Linked DNA regions of Mus musculus: region 1 is linked to region 2. Evidence: chromatin contacts called from public promoter capture Hi-C data. All regions are on one chromosome and are shown on one strand. The core of a region is the stretch at or near the end of the contact, and the rest is flanking DNA. Distances in the headings are between cores, read along the strand shown. Region 1 holds the start of Inafm1 (InaF motif containing 1). Region 2 holds the start of Selenow (selenoprotein W).

Region 1 (2,700 bases), core at 71-2,570, 350 kb after region 2:
CCAGTTTTGGTTTGGTTCAGCTATATGCTCCACACTTCCAAAGCAGCAAATGTCACCACCCAAACCAGGACAAGCTAGCTTACGGGTGACATCCTCTACCCCTGCCATTGCAAACTATACCAACTGCAGTTTCCAGCACGCACCACTGTCTCCGAAGCTATACGAGATGACACCCCGAAAACTGGTAAGGCCTTTACAGTATCTGACCTTCAATGGCCCCGAAAACTGGCAAGCCGCTTCTCCCCATTCCAACCCAAAAATTACATGTGAGCAATGAGAGAGGAAAGCCTTTAAGGCCGCGCGGCCACGGAGCTAGAAGGGACCAGCGGCCGAGGCCAACGACCACAGACCAGGTAAGCCAGCTGAGGCTGGAGTTTATTGCCGATGAGCGCTGAGTCCCGGGAAGGAGCAAGGTGGAATAAGGTCGGGCAGGATCAGGACCGCGGCAAGGAGAGAGGCGGCGCCGCGCAGGCGAGGCCCGGTGGTGCAGATAGACAGACGCAGGCCACGGTGGGGGCGGGCCAGACTATCCAGGCGCTCGGCGCGCGGTCTCCCGCGTCGCTCCCGGAGCTGGGCGGCGACTGTGGCGGCGACTCCGTGGCAGTCCTGGCTGCGGTCGTGGCCCGCCGGAGGCCCCAAGCAAACAGGATGCGGGTGCGGCCGGAGGCGGGGCGGGCGGTGCTGCTCGAGCACACGGAGCGGCCGCAGCGCTGGGCAGGGGGTCGGCGGGGCCCGCAGGCGGCCGCGTGGGAACCCAGATGAGCCCGTAGTACACAGCAAGCAGCACAGCGGCCAAGGACACACACAGGAAGTAGGCGCAGACAGGGGCGAGCCGCAGCCATCGGCCACGGGGACCCTCGCTCAGCCCCGTACCACCCGGGCTCTCGCCACCACTGCCCACGCAGCTCGAGCCCCGCATCGCGCTGCCCACTCAGCCTGCACCGACCCCGCCCCCACCCCAGGACCGCCTCAAGCAAGCCACGCCCCTTCCAGGACCACGCCTTGTCAGACAGCACCCCCCCCCCAGCTCAGCTACATCCTAGACACGCCCCTACCGCCTCTGACCCACCACTATCAAGATTTCTTAGCTCTACCCCCTCAAGGCCACGCCCACTCGCTCTTCTCCCGCCCTAGCTGTCACATTTCCAACCGCCTATTCCTGTTTTCTACCTCAGCCCTCTCCGCGCTAATCGAACCCCTTCCTTCTTCGACCGACTGCAGCTCTGCACACTAGCATCCCTCTGCCCGCCGGAGCTAAGGTTCCTACTCTGTTGAAGCCGGAGGCCTACGGAGCTTCTGAACGCTAGCCCCGCCCACCGAGCCCCGGCCCCGGCCCTCCCAGTCTCACATCCCTGGACTACTACGAGAGTTCCGAGACCCAGTTCCCTCCATCACCCCTGCTGGCCCCTTCCCCAGCAACTCCGCACCAGCGTAAACTTCTGTTCCCTAGAGGCGAGGGATCCAGGGTGGACTGCAGGGAGGAGAGCAGCCAGCCTGGGAGCCAGGCAAACCTGCGCTGCCGCCCCTCCCAGCAGCATCTTCAGGACTGCGAGACGGCCTGCGGGGTGGGAGGAGAGAGGTGTGAGGATGAGAGGAGCACTCTCGTCCCGCCTCTTCCGCCAGCCAAGCACAGCAGCCTAGCCTGATCAGCTAGCAGCACAGTTCAAAGGTTGGCGGTAGCACGCGTTTAATTCAATCCCTAGCTGCAGGTTCCTGCACACCCAGGCCTCACAGGGACTGACTCCGAGGGTTCGACCAGACGAGTGCGGTCGGACTGGCACCACTGGGTCCTCAGCGAATTTAGAAGACTCCCCTCGGGCCGGGCTCGTTGCTAACCTGCTTCCTCCCCCACTAAGTTTAACCCTGGCCTGGACGGAGTGTAGCAGAAGCAGAGGAGCTGAAGGTTAGTACAGAGCGAGGCACCCTGGTCTGCTGGCGCTGTCAGCGGGCAGCCCCCGGCGGCGGAGCAGCCGCCACCACCTTGCAGAAACGCACCCTCTGGAAGTCTGTGATCTCCGCCGTCTCCTGGCCCTCGGGGCCCACCTCTAAGGAGACAAAAAGCGGTAAATGGAGGACCAGCCTGCCCGACCCACCCTATCCCGCACCTCAGTCAAACCCACCTACAACTTGGCCTCCAGCTTACTCGACCCTCAGGAGGCCCCTGAAGCAGGAGCCCCTCCAATCTAACCCTGTTGACTACTGGGAAGTGCTAGTGTAATGAGCTCATCCACTCCTCCCAGGACCCCAAACTATCCTGTTTGGCCTGGCCCCTTTCCGAAGATGTCCTTGGCTTCCACTCTCACTATTCCTTTGACAGCCTTTCCTGGCCTCTGCTCCACATCTTATTCTACTGCAGGGGAACTAAAAGATGAACACAAGCAGTAACCTGGCTGATCACGTTAAAGTGACCAAGATCAGTCTCTTGCTTCTACTACGTGGGATCTAAAATCCCACTATGGTCTGACCCAAAACCGCTAACCCTGCCTTCAGATAAGTCTTAAGAGCCGGCTCATTCATTAGTTAAAGTCGTTCCTACCTTTAATTAACCATGTTTTACTTTTACAGGATCTCTAACCAAAATCCAGTTTCAAGCTCAAAATCCTATCGCGTCACCCTCTTACCTCTGGGAATATTCAGATTTCAAATCCCACTTTTAGCTCCTTCCCTGAGCCCAACTTCTTCCTTGCCCAGCGTTCAAAG
Region 2 (2,700 bases), core at 38-2,537:
TTCAAGTTACAGGGTTATCGGTAGTAGGACCTCAGGCTGGCCCTGCCTCATTTCCAGCCTCAGTTTCCTCCCCTGTAAGATGGAGACAGAATGGCTGGAGAGCCCCTCAATGGACTTCAGGGGTGCAGAATCCATTCAGCAAGCACTTTTCAATCACTTACTGCAAGCCAGCTGATTATCAGATGCAGATGGAGGAAAAAGTCATCAAGAGAAAATGGCTGGTCTTTCTACGCCTGCCTCTAGCAGGGGCACAATTAATAGCGCTGGCAGGTAACTAACCAACATCATCACCTCCTTCACACTACAGAAGGGGAAACTGAGGCCAGAAAAGAACTGGGGTTAACAGCACCGGCACTCACTGATCAGAAACCAGTAAGAGTTTTTTGTTTTGTTATTTGTATTGCTGGGAACCGAACCCAGGATCTGGTGCATCTCATGCAAACACTCTACCACTGAGCTACACCCTCACCCTACAATCTATCCTATATTACTTTTTCTTTTCGGGGCACAGGGTCTTACTACATCACCCCGGTTGCCTCTAACAAGCAGCTTAGCTGGCCTGGAACTATCTACCTGCCTCTACTTCCGAATGCTGGGATTAAAAGTGTGCATCAACACCACCACTCCGTGACTCAGTTCGCCCTTTTCATGTACACACTGGGAGGTGCGACCACTGTTAACTCACACTACAATCCAGGTACGGGACATCCCCAGACCTCCCAACAGCGCTTATGAGTAAACCCCCAACTACACCACACCTTGTATTCTCTAACTCATGCCGCTCAGTGAGGGGGAAGGGAAACAGCCTGTCGGGAAGGAAAGGTCCCCAGAGAAACCCGATGCTACCCTTCCCCTCCCCTCAGCGCTGAGTCACGTGTTCAAAGTGGCCCCAAGTATCAGTTTCCATTTTCACTGGTGAGATGTCACTCAGATGTCAGATGCCAGGGATCGGGCTCAAGTCTCTGTTACCTCCATCCCACCCGCTTGGAAATCCCTCCCTTTGGGTCTGAAATACAGTCATCGTACTCGGTTACCAGACCCTGGTAGATAGGGGGAGGGGCAAAGAAAAGGGTGGGAGAGGGTCTCCTGGCACAAAGGTTGGGGAGCAGAGAAAGGGCACAACGAGCCGGGAGCAGGAAAAGGGGGAACTGCAGTCACCCGGACTTACCAATACACGACTCGAACGGCGAGCGCCATAGCTGCACGTCGCATCCCCGCACAACACGAGGACCCGACCCACAAGCAACAAGGACCTCAAGCTCTGAGCGTGGGGCCGTGCGCACAGCCGACTGCCTCACGAGTCAGAGCAAACCAAGTGCGGGGGTGGAGAGTGGGCAGAGCTACGGGAGGACCGAGGTTCCGGAGCACGGCGGGGTCTGTGGCCAGGGGCGCGAACCTCAACGCAAGACTCCATGATATCTTGATATCTGGGGTTCTCTTGATATCTGGGGTTGTCTCCATAGACAGCGTCTCTGGGACCAGTAACCTGAGAGCCCCTCGCCGTCCCTTCTCTATGCCATAATGGTTCAGTCCTCAGGGCGGTGGCTCGAGGCAGAGAATTGGTTGAGACTGAAGTTCAGTTACAGAGTGGCTGAGAGGGGCAGGGCAGGGAAATCGACGCATTGGGAGACAGGCAATTGGGATGGATCCCTCCTCCCCAGCGCTAACTGGACCAGACTAAATGAACCTTAGGTCTGGAAAACTGAAACTAGGAGTCCCAGTGTGCGCTTTAGGTCCAGCTGTCTCACCACCGACAGACCCCCTGCGCACCCCCAAAACCATGCAACCCCTCTTTTTGCGCCTTCCCGCTCCCTTCCAGCTGCCTTCCAGCAGAAGGATATATAGAAAGTCCTGGAATGGGGCTTGGACTGTAGCGCAGTTGGTAGAGAACTTGCCTACCATGTATAAAGCCCTAGTTTGGGTCCCTAGCACACTGTTATCTGGGGGCTGTGGTACAAGCCTGTAATCCCAGCATTTGGGAAGAAGAAACTGAAGGACTGAGTTCAAGGTTATCCTTGCTACACAGGGAGTTTGACGCTAGTCTGGGCTACATGAGCAGTTGTCTCGAAACAAAAAATCCAGGCGTTGCCTTTAATGCCAGCAGTCAAGAAATCTCTGTGGGTTCGAAGCCAGTCTAGCCTACGTAGAGCGTTCCAGGACAGACATGAGAGACCGTCTCAAGGGGGAGAAAAAGGTAAAAGTGGACAAAATATTTGAGTTTAGGATTCCTGAGCCTCACTTTCTCCTCCTTGAAAGCTGGACAGATAACAGGAGATAGTCATTCCCACAGAATTTTTTTGCTCTCTAGTTTCTTATCCTCCACACCCTATGAACAAACGGCAATGGCATGCCCACCCCCTCCCTCCCCTCTCTCTACTTTCCCACCACCACCACCACCACCACCAAGGATGGCTCACCAGCAGAGATGTTTATCTGTCACCTGACTTCTTTAATTGACTTCAACCGGCTATCCCCGCCAATGGTTAACTAGGGACCAAATAAGGAAATTTTCCCACCTAGCCCTCTGGTTCCCCATCAGTACCCTACCCTGCACACAGATGATGGGCTGTGATTCTACCCACAGAAAAATGAAATTTGAATCATTCACTCCCCATTTGACTTCATAGGAGTGCGTTGGCAACTGAGGATTCAGAGGCCTAAAAGCAGTAAGAAAACTGTATTTCCCTAAAAGGATGCTTG

What was found. Capture Hi-C pulls out chosen DNA fragments and counts their contacts.
Region 1: a promoter capture Hi-C map of liver shows a contact between it and region 2. The contact joins the promoter of Inafm1 here to the promoter of Selenow in region 2. A contact is called at or near these places in 2 of 39 promoter capture datasets (the C10 cell line and pre-B cells), 3 of 484 Hi-C or Micro-C datasets (B cells, the Ba/F3 cell line and large pre-B cells), 6 of 115 datasets of contacts at active chromatin or transcription factors (effector CD8 T cells, embryonic stem cells, extraembryonic endoderm stem cells and 3 more) and 2 of 9 other capture datasets (adipose tissue and liver).

Annotation. Positions count from the first base shown.
Region 1 is chr7:16,272,372-16,275,071 of GRCm38.p6, forward strand. It overlaps Inafm1 (InaF motif containing 1), which reads right to left and starts at 1,321. Exons shown (of 1, transcript NM_001136270.1): 1 at 1-1,321. The coding sequence starts at 919. The coding sequence ends at 527. Ccdc9 (coiled-coil domain containing 9) reads right to left here. Exons shown (of 14, transcript NM_001382411.1): 14 at 1,671-2,045. The coding sequence ends at 1,942.
Region 2 is chr7:15,921,084-15,923,783 of GRCm38.p6, forward strand. Selenow (selenoprotein W) reads right to left here and starts at 1,288. Exons shown (of 6, transcript NM_009156.2): 1 at 1,169-1,288. The coding sequence starts at 1,197.